2 separate regions of the Hordeum vulgare genome follow, and region 2 is linked to region 1. Evidence: chromatin contacts called from public Hi-C data. All regions are on one chromosome and are shown on one strand. Each heading gives the region's core, a stretch centred on a gene start, on an enhancer-like site or on the middle of the called end of the contact. The rest is flanking DNA. Distances are from core to core; before and after follow the strand shown.

Region 1 (4,191 bases), core at 1,192-3,691:
TTAACTTCTGGATGTTCTAAAGTAGGCCACCCATTTCTGAGTAGATTGATATTGTATTTGTTGCTTAAATTGTTATATCTGTATACATGGCTCATTCACATATGATTTTCATCCGGCATCTGCTCTTTCCAGGTTTTGTCTAGACTGTGCCGGCAACCAATCATTATTTACATTCCGGAGCGTGAGGTAAATTCAACTGCCTTAGGTGACGATGAATCTATATGTGTGCAGAATGGAGAAGGATAATAAAACTTCATCTATATTTAATAATATGGTTGTGACATGATGGAAGCGATTCTCATAAAAAATATCAATGGAATAGTTGATCCAATTAGCTCGCTTTTATTATTGTTAAGGGAGAGAAACTGAACAACAGGTTTTGGAAGAATAGTGACTTTAAGAACACCATCATCATCACTATGAACATTGCATTGTACTATGATAAAAGTTGATGAAAACAGAAGGCACACATACTAGCAATTGATAATATGTAGCCAAGATTTCTTGGTACTTCAATAACAAAAACTAAAAGTTCGTTTGGAACTAGACAATCTGCCTAAAGTTTCCTTCAGAGTGGTGTTGAAAATCTAAACTGCATTTTGGTTTCTGTTTCCTTGGCCCGAAGTTCTGAATCCCCAACATCCCAGATTCCGGGCATAATTAATTGGAAAGACGTCTGCGAAGTGCAAATTGAACTGTTTGAAAGATTGGTGGATACCTTTCCTTTTGCATTATTTCGATGTTTAAATCCAACGTGTCTCCAAAATTGGAAACACCGTGTGGATTTATTGCACCATTTTATCCTTTTCACTGCAATCATGTTTGCCCTGTATATTATGCTTGACTCGGTGCTTGTCACCTTTTTTCTCACTTCATCTCGAACTTAATCTGCCCTTCCTTTGTGCAACAGTACCGCGGACGGGGCAACGGGTTTATCCCAATTGCCGAGTACGGGTTGGAGTTTACCAAAGACTCAAAAGAGGGGAAGAAACGGGTGCCGGTGAGGCTATTATACAGCGGGAAGAACCACTATGATCTGCTGATATAAAATGGGCACATGAGACACGTCCGGGCTAAGCATCAGACAGAATACCGGCAGCCACACCGCCCATCCGTGGCACATATATAAATTCCCGTTTTCTTTCCATGGTTACATTCTTCGATCCTGCTAATTAAGCTCTTGTTCTTCGGTTATGATGCTGTAACCGCTGTTTCGTTCATCACGGTCATGGGCATTTTGGGAATTTGTGGATTTGGAGCTAGAATTACCACCGGCCTGAACCTGGTGATAGCGCCACACGAGCTAACTATGTCTCTGCTGCATGGTGATGGTGATGGCGTGGAGGCCAGTGCTGCTTTGGAAGTGATTTGGTTGGCGTCGTGCCGTGGGGTTGTTGATTGCGTTTTCCGGTTGGTGCCGGGCAGGATAATGGTGCCTTGGTCGCACTCGGTGGTTGACGACGAGGCTCGCTTCAAATCCAATCATCATGTGGGTGCAGGTATATCGTCTCGCAAAGACGCAAAGCACTGCTGAACGGAATGATATATTCGTTGGATGAGCTGTACGGGCGTGTTTTTTGTTGGGGGGGGGGGGGGGGGGGGGGGGGGTTACCGTCCCGTCCGGCCCAATGAACAAACGTGATGGTTATCACGAGCACATTCCAGTATGCTCCAAGAGTCAAGTCCTAAACATGCTTGAACCCGGCGTTACAAAAATGAGCTGTAGCCTGCCCGTATAATAAGCACAGAGAGACAGGCCACGCAGGAGCAAATAAATGAGCAAATAGTAAATGACCACGGCAGTGCGTCGATGCCGTGCGTGCTAGTAGCGCAGTTGGCACCGGCCCACTCGCCAAACCTAAACGGCCCGGCCCCACGCCCCAGCCTCTTCCGTTTAGGCGTGCATGCAATAACAATACAGGAAAGAAGAGTTAATGCTTACGCAGTGCGCTCCCTGCCTCCAGCAAACAAAACCAAACAGGCAGAGTGGTCCGGCGAGGCAGCAGGGAAAGAGCTGGCCGACGTGGGCCGCACCGCTCGCCGCTGCGGCAGCCAATAATATCTCCCTCCCTTTATACTCCCCGCACCTACATATTCCTACCCCGAAAAAAAAAATACTCCAACAATTAGTACAAATTATATCCAAAGAATATCTCTCACCTCTCGCCGTCGCAGGGGCTGACCACTGGGCCCCCCGCATCGATGCGGATACCAGCAGTCGTAGCCGTTGCTTCTGCTGCACTTCTCGCGCCAGTCAGACCGAGACCCAGAAGAGCTCCGTCCCCGCGTGGCCGCCACCAACCGCACACCCACTGGCAGCCGGGCCCCCGCGTGCTTCCGGGCCCCCCGGCAGCCGCCCAGCCGGGGCCACGTTCGTGCGCGCAGCAGCAGCAGCACGCTCTACTATAGAAGGCTGTAATAATTAATCAATTGCGTACTCGTTAATGAGCACTGCTGTAGCGCGCGGCGGGCCCCGCACCCTCATCCCACCGCCCTTTCCCTCCCCCTTCGCTTCGTTCGTTCGTTCCCTTTTTCTTTCCGCCGCGGCAACTGTGAGCCGGCCCGATCGAGAGACCGCCATAATTCATTCCATCCATCCGTCCGTCCGTCCTCTGCCGAGTATATAAGCGCGGCCATTGGGGGCGCTCGTGGGGTTGTTCGTCGCATCGTCGCATCGGGCGCAGGGGGGCAGGCAGAGATCAGATCGGGGGAGAGGGAGACCACGGCGACGGCGGCGACCATGTTCAGCGGGACGCAGCAGAAGTGCAAGGTGTGCACCAAGACGGTCTACCCCATGGACCAGCTCTCCACCGACGGCGCCGTCTTCCACCGCGCCTGCTTCAAGTGCCACCACTGCAAGTCCACCCTCTCCGTATGTCATCTCCCCTCTTTGCCTTCCTATCATCTTTCTAGTTTCTACCATCGCCGGCCGTCTTCTTTTACTTCCGGGAGACAACCAAGAAGATCGTCGGGTGGATGTCAACGGTCGTCGACGGATCTGTAGAATGAAATGCGATGTCAGATCTGCGGACTGGTCTGCCGCACGGATCTGGCGCTTGAATTCCCTGTCAGAATCGTGTGCCTGCCTAGGATAGGACATAGGAGATCACCATGGCTTTGTTCATTTCACCTTCTCTGGATTGGTAAAAACAAGTAAGAGAAATAACAATCTATCTGGACATCTTGTTTTTGCTGTTTGGCAGTTTAGCAGCTACTCCTCGTTCGAAGGGGTGCCCTACTGCAAGCCCCATTTCGCGCAGCTGTTCAAGGAGACCGGGAGCTACAATAAGAGCTTCCAGTCACAATCCCGTAGGTTTCCATTTAATACTAATCTGCAAGCATGACAGACGTTGTTATTTCCTTGATCGAATGTGTCCTGATCCTTGGTTTTGCTTCTTTCAGCCGCGAAATCTGCAACGGACAAGTTGACTCCTGAGCTGGTCTGTACCATATAGGCTGCATGTACATGTGTCTTTTATCTCTTTGCTCAGTTAGCCTTATTATGTGGAATGCGCTTTTTCAGACTAGATCGCCAAGCAAAGCTGCTGGCATGTTTTCTGGAACGCAGGACAAGTGCGCCACTTGTGGTAAAACAGCATACCCTCTTGAGAAGGTAACACAATTGTACATTCTAGTCAATTTCGTCATTTTCACGAAAGAATCGTAAGTTTCAGAATGTGAAAACTGTCGGTTGACCGTTTGTGATTGAACACAAGGGTATATAGCTGTATAGCCTTCACTTTACTTTGTTTAATGATCTGTATACCTTTTAGGCAAGCAGACTTCCATGATAATCGTCTTGAATCATCAATTTCCTTTTCAGTCATATCCTAAAGCCTCCAGAACATGCAGATGACTCATGCCTAGTTGTTAAACTAAATCTTGCAGGTGACAGTTGAAGAGAAGTCTTACCACAAGTCCTGCTTCAAATGCTCTCATGGAGGCTGCGCCCTCTCGCCCTCCAATTACGCGGCTTTGGAAGGCATCCTCTACTGCAAGCACCATTTCTCACAGCTTTTCAAGGAGAAGGGGAGCTACAACCATCTGATCAAGTGCGCATCGGTCAAGCGCGCAGCAGAGGCGCAAACCGCACAGGCCGCGGCACAAACAGCACAGGCGGCTGCTGAATCCTCCTGATTATGCTGCCATCTTTAAAGTGGGCTTTGAGGCTGGAAGTTTGGAAGCCTTGCT
Region 2 (4,073 bases), core at 27-2,526, 160 kb before region 1:
AGGTTCCCAAAACGACCCACGAGTTTGAGAGTTTGACAAGTACTGTAGATAGAACCTCACAAGAATCCCAATAACAAATGGCTGACATACACGAATACGCGCCCTTTATTTTTTTAATAGCCGATTTAACCGGAAGTCATACGCATCTGATCATGTTGGCTGTAGATCATCGCCCGGCTCAGCTGTCGCTTCTGTTGGGCTTGTCTGACGCCTCCTGGTACACCTGAAAGAAGCACACAGCGTGTCAATCGTCGACGAGAACTGCAGGAATGTCAGCAAGAAGAGAGAAAGAGAGAGGATCTGTTCTGTCCTCCTACCGTGTCAGCTGACGGGATCCAGTCGTTTGTGGCGGGGTTCCCCTTGGAGGAAGCATGGCGCTCCGTCGCACCCGGGTCTTCAGAGAGCTCGAACGAGCCGCCGGCGGGCCTGTCCACCTTGATGAAGCCCGTCCCAGTCTGCACCACGTGCATCGGATTCGGCCCCGATTCAGTTCAGCGGCTCACATAATTCAGAGAAAAATTCAGTATACCGATGCAGGGGAGGAGGAGGAAGAAGAAGGCCGCGACCGACCGTGTGATGCTGCTTGCCGACACAGCCGAGGTCCTTGTAGTACTCCGTCTCCACGAACTCCTCGCCGGCCTTCCCGCCCTCGCACACCAGTTTCTGCGACGACAAACCGCCCGCCCGCACCGCGGCATCAGCTGCTTGCAAATGCAGTTTCTAATAGTAGGGCCTTGATAAACAGGAGACGGTACGGTGCGACGGACCTCGGAGTGGGCTTCGAGGTCCTGGAACTTGTCGAGCTCGGGGTGGGAGCCGTCGACGCCGGGGCCGGCGAGCGCGTCGGTGTACACGGCGGAGTGGTCGCTGCGGGAGGGCTTGGAGTGGCGCTTGGGAGCCGCGCCGTCGTAGTACCCCCGCACCTCGTCCACCCTCACCGCCTCGTCCACCGGGGACAGGTGCGCGTCGCTCCTGCTCGGCCTCGACGACATGTCGAGTCGATCGACCGGTATGCTGCCGGTGGTGTGTGTTGGTATTGCTGGGCCGCAGCCGCGCTCGTTATTAGCGGTGGCGTTAATTGCGCGGGCGGTGCCGGTGGTGGCGGAGGAGGCTGTCTGAAAGCGCCGTGCTATTATGCCGCGCGCGACGGTGGCCTGCCCCGGCAGCGAGATATTTGTGAGGAGATGAGAAGATGCACGGACGAGAGGCCAGGAACGCGCAGCAGCTCGGCCGTCACGTCGGAGACGGCGAGACCGGGGCCCAAATAGGCGGCCTGCCCGTGGTTTATCCGCAGCCGGGCGCGTTCTGCTCAAATGCGTGGGGGGAAATCGTTTCTGTGGATGCCAAAACAACTACGTATAAATGACACGCGTTTAAAGAGAAAATTATCATGTGCCGGAAAGAATTGCCAGCAAACACATTGCATGTGATGGTGAGTTGGCCTTGATTTAACAAACGAGGTTGTTGTTTTTCATACACGACGTGTCGATCCTTCCTTTTCTCCTGTGTGAAAACCGATTTGTTTTGGAAGTGATTTTATTGGTGCACATAACAGAATTCGATCCTTGTACCCTTCATAAGGTAACTTAACTAGCCAACCAACTCATCTATGTTTTTTTTTTGACAAAACGAAACCAAATAGGCTATTTAACTTGTCTCCTCTTCTATGTTTGCACAAAAGTTAACGCAATGTTCAATCTTTTCCGCACTTAAGTAGACTATTTTTTACCAACTCATCTAGAGTTGATGACACCGGGGTAATTTTGATGATCAGGGGGATACACCCTATCATTTTTGTGTGAATATCAGGATAACTCGCATATCACAGACCTGATAACTTATATAACCCAGTCTTGATAACTATGGCGTGGGGGTGGGGTTGTAAAATAACCCCCGATGACTTTGGTGTGAATAACATGGTAACTCACACATCGGTGATCTGATATCTTATGCAGGCCGGTCCCGGTAACTTTGACGAAGAGAGGTGATGGGATATTCCCCCCGATAATTTTTATGTGAATATCACGGTAACTCACACATCACTGACAACTTATGTACCTCGGTCTTGGTAAATTTGACGATTGGGTGGAGGGAGGCACGTTGATGAAATACCATCGATTAATTTTTGTGTGGATAGCTTGATAACTCACACATCGCATACCTGATAATTTTTGGGAGAAAAATATGCTGGAGCAAATCTTGATGCTAGCCGTTTCCATACTTGTAGTTTTATAGCTAAAAAACCATGCTAAAGCTGAGAATTAAAGTCAAGAATTCAATATTAAGATCTTACAAGTTCAAATAAAATACCACTTTTTTGACCATCTAAGGTGAAAAAGTATTGAAACATACCCCCGGGAACTTTAGTGTAATTAAGATGATAACTTACGCACAACTAACCTGATAACTTACATATAATCATACTAATAACTTTTCACCTTGGGCGAAAAGTTCTAGAAATATCCCGTTGTGACATCCTCGACTTTTGCAACAGTAATTATTGTAATTAAGCTACAGTGATCATCCGCTAATGATGCCACGTCATCGAATTTTCATCTCAGACCCGCGTTGATTCAAGTCTGTCCGGATCCAAAAATTTGAAAACAAAAGAAAAAGTACTTTATAAGTTTATTACAAATATTAAAAGAATATGTATATGAAAGAGAGAATTAAAAGTATGTATAATAAATTGTAAAAGAAAGTATAATAAAAGAAAGTATTTAAAAAGAAAAATCAGATAGTAAAATAAATAGGAAAGAAACAAATAATAAAAGAAAAAGAAAACAAAATAAAACAAAACAAAACAACAACAAAAAAAATGTTGTATTCCGTATGTATGTATGTATGTATGTATGTATTTGATACCTGTATTTACGTATGTATTTGCGTATATAGGCATGTGGAGAAATACGACATGTGTATGGTTATGTATTTGTGATTAATGAAATGAGTAAATGGCCTAGGGTCACTTACCGGTGGGGCCAACGCACCCGCTATCTATGACAGGGAGGCCCCACGCGATAGTTAAAATAAAAAAATAAAAATAATATTTTATTAAATAAATAAATAAATAGATATAATAATTAATTAATGAGTTAATGAATTAGTTAAATAAATATATATGTTAATCTGTTAATTAGAATAATTAATTAACATAATTAGAGTATGACACGCGGGTCCCCCACTAAATTAATCTGATTAAATAATATTTAATCTTAAATAAAAACTTGTGCCTATGACGTTCGGGACCCGCAGGTCAGTTGACCAGTCAAATGTTGATGTCAGTATGACATCGCGATGATGTCATAATAGGATTTTATTAAAATAATTAAATCTGTTTTTAATTCTTAAATAATTAATAAAACTTTGAAAATTAATATAAAATAATCCGTAAGGTAGATCAAATTAATTTTAACATGAAAGTTGATCAGCAGAACAAGACGAACCCGGATACACGGTCCATTCGTCTGTCACGCGTCCCTAGCATAGCAAACATGGAACTTTTCCATCGTTTCCAGTATAACCGGTAGTAGCCCGAGACCCGGAAAATATCGTGAGATATTCTTCCGACCCGTCTATGACGGATGTTGCTGCGTTAGCTCATGTCTAGCCTGCATCTTTCCATGTCATGCTTTGTGTTGCATCGGTGCTATTATTTATTGTTTCTTCCCCCTCTTCTTACCGGTAGACCCCGAGACTGACGCTGCTGCCGGGTACATCTACGACCCTGCCGATCAGTCCTTTGCCGCAGAGCAGCAAGGCAAGCAAACCCCCCTTGATCATTCCTATATCGCCTATGTCTTTCTTCCTACTTCTTGCATTAGTATTTTGCTACTGTTGTAGTTAGCTCCTATATCTGATGCATAGCCTATTTTTGATGAACTGCTACTTTCAGTCCTGTACCTTTAATCTGCTTAGTATAGGTGGAGCAGTCATCCCCTCTGACCCCGTAGTTCAGTTGCCCCGCTTGTTTTCAAATCTCGATCTCTGATCGACGAGCCAGACCCGACACAGCACATTCACCCCCCCTTCGTTGTACGACGCTACAGAGATACTATCGGGTACCGAGGGTG

Evidence for each region. A called contact is a pair of places that touch in the nucleus more often than the background predicts.
Region 2: a contact with region 1 is called in a Hi-C map of leaf, with 6 times the contacts expected there. The contact joins the promoter of LOC123449068 here to the promoter of LOC123449066 in region 1. A contact is called at or near these places in 2 of 6 Hi-C or Micro-C datasets (both in leaf).

Annotation. Positions count from the first base shown.
Region 1 is chr4H:484,423,000-484,427,190 of MorexV3_pseudomolecules_assembly, reverse strand. It overlaps LOC123449066 (LIM domain-containing protein WLIM2a-like), which reads left to right and starts at 2,441. Exons shown (of 5, transcript XM_045126150.1): 1 at 2,441-2,872; 2 at 3,204-3,309; 3 at 3,403-3,440; 4 at 3,524-3,613; 5 at 3,889-4,191. The coding sequence starts at 2,741. The coding sequence ends at 4,137. It overlaps LOC123449065 (OVARIAN TUMOR DOMAIN-containing deubiquitinating enzyme 3), which reads left to right. Exons shown (of 8, transcript XM_045126149.1): 7 at 133-186; 8 at 911-1,194. The coding sequence ends at 1,048.
Region 2 is chr4H:484,585,092-484,589,164 of MorexV3_pseudomolecules_assembly, reverse strand. LOC123449068 reads right to left here and starts at 1,276. Exons shown (of 4, transcript XM_045126152.1): 1 at 768-1,276; 2 at 571-663; 3 at 318-455; 4 at 1-223. The coding sequence starts at 992. The coding sequence ends at 179.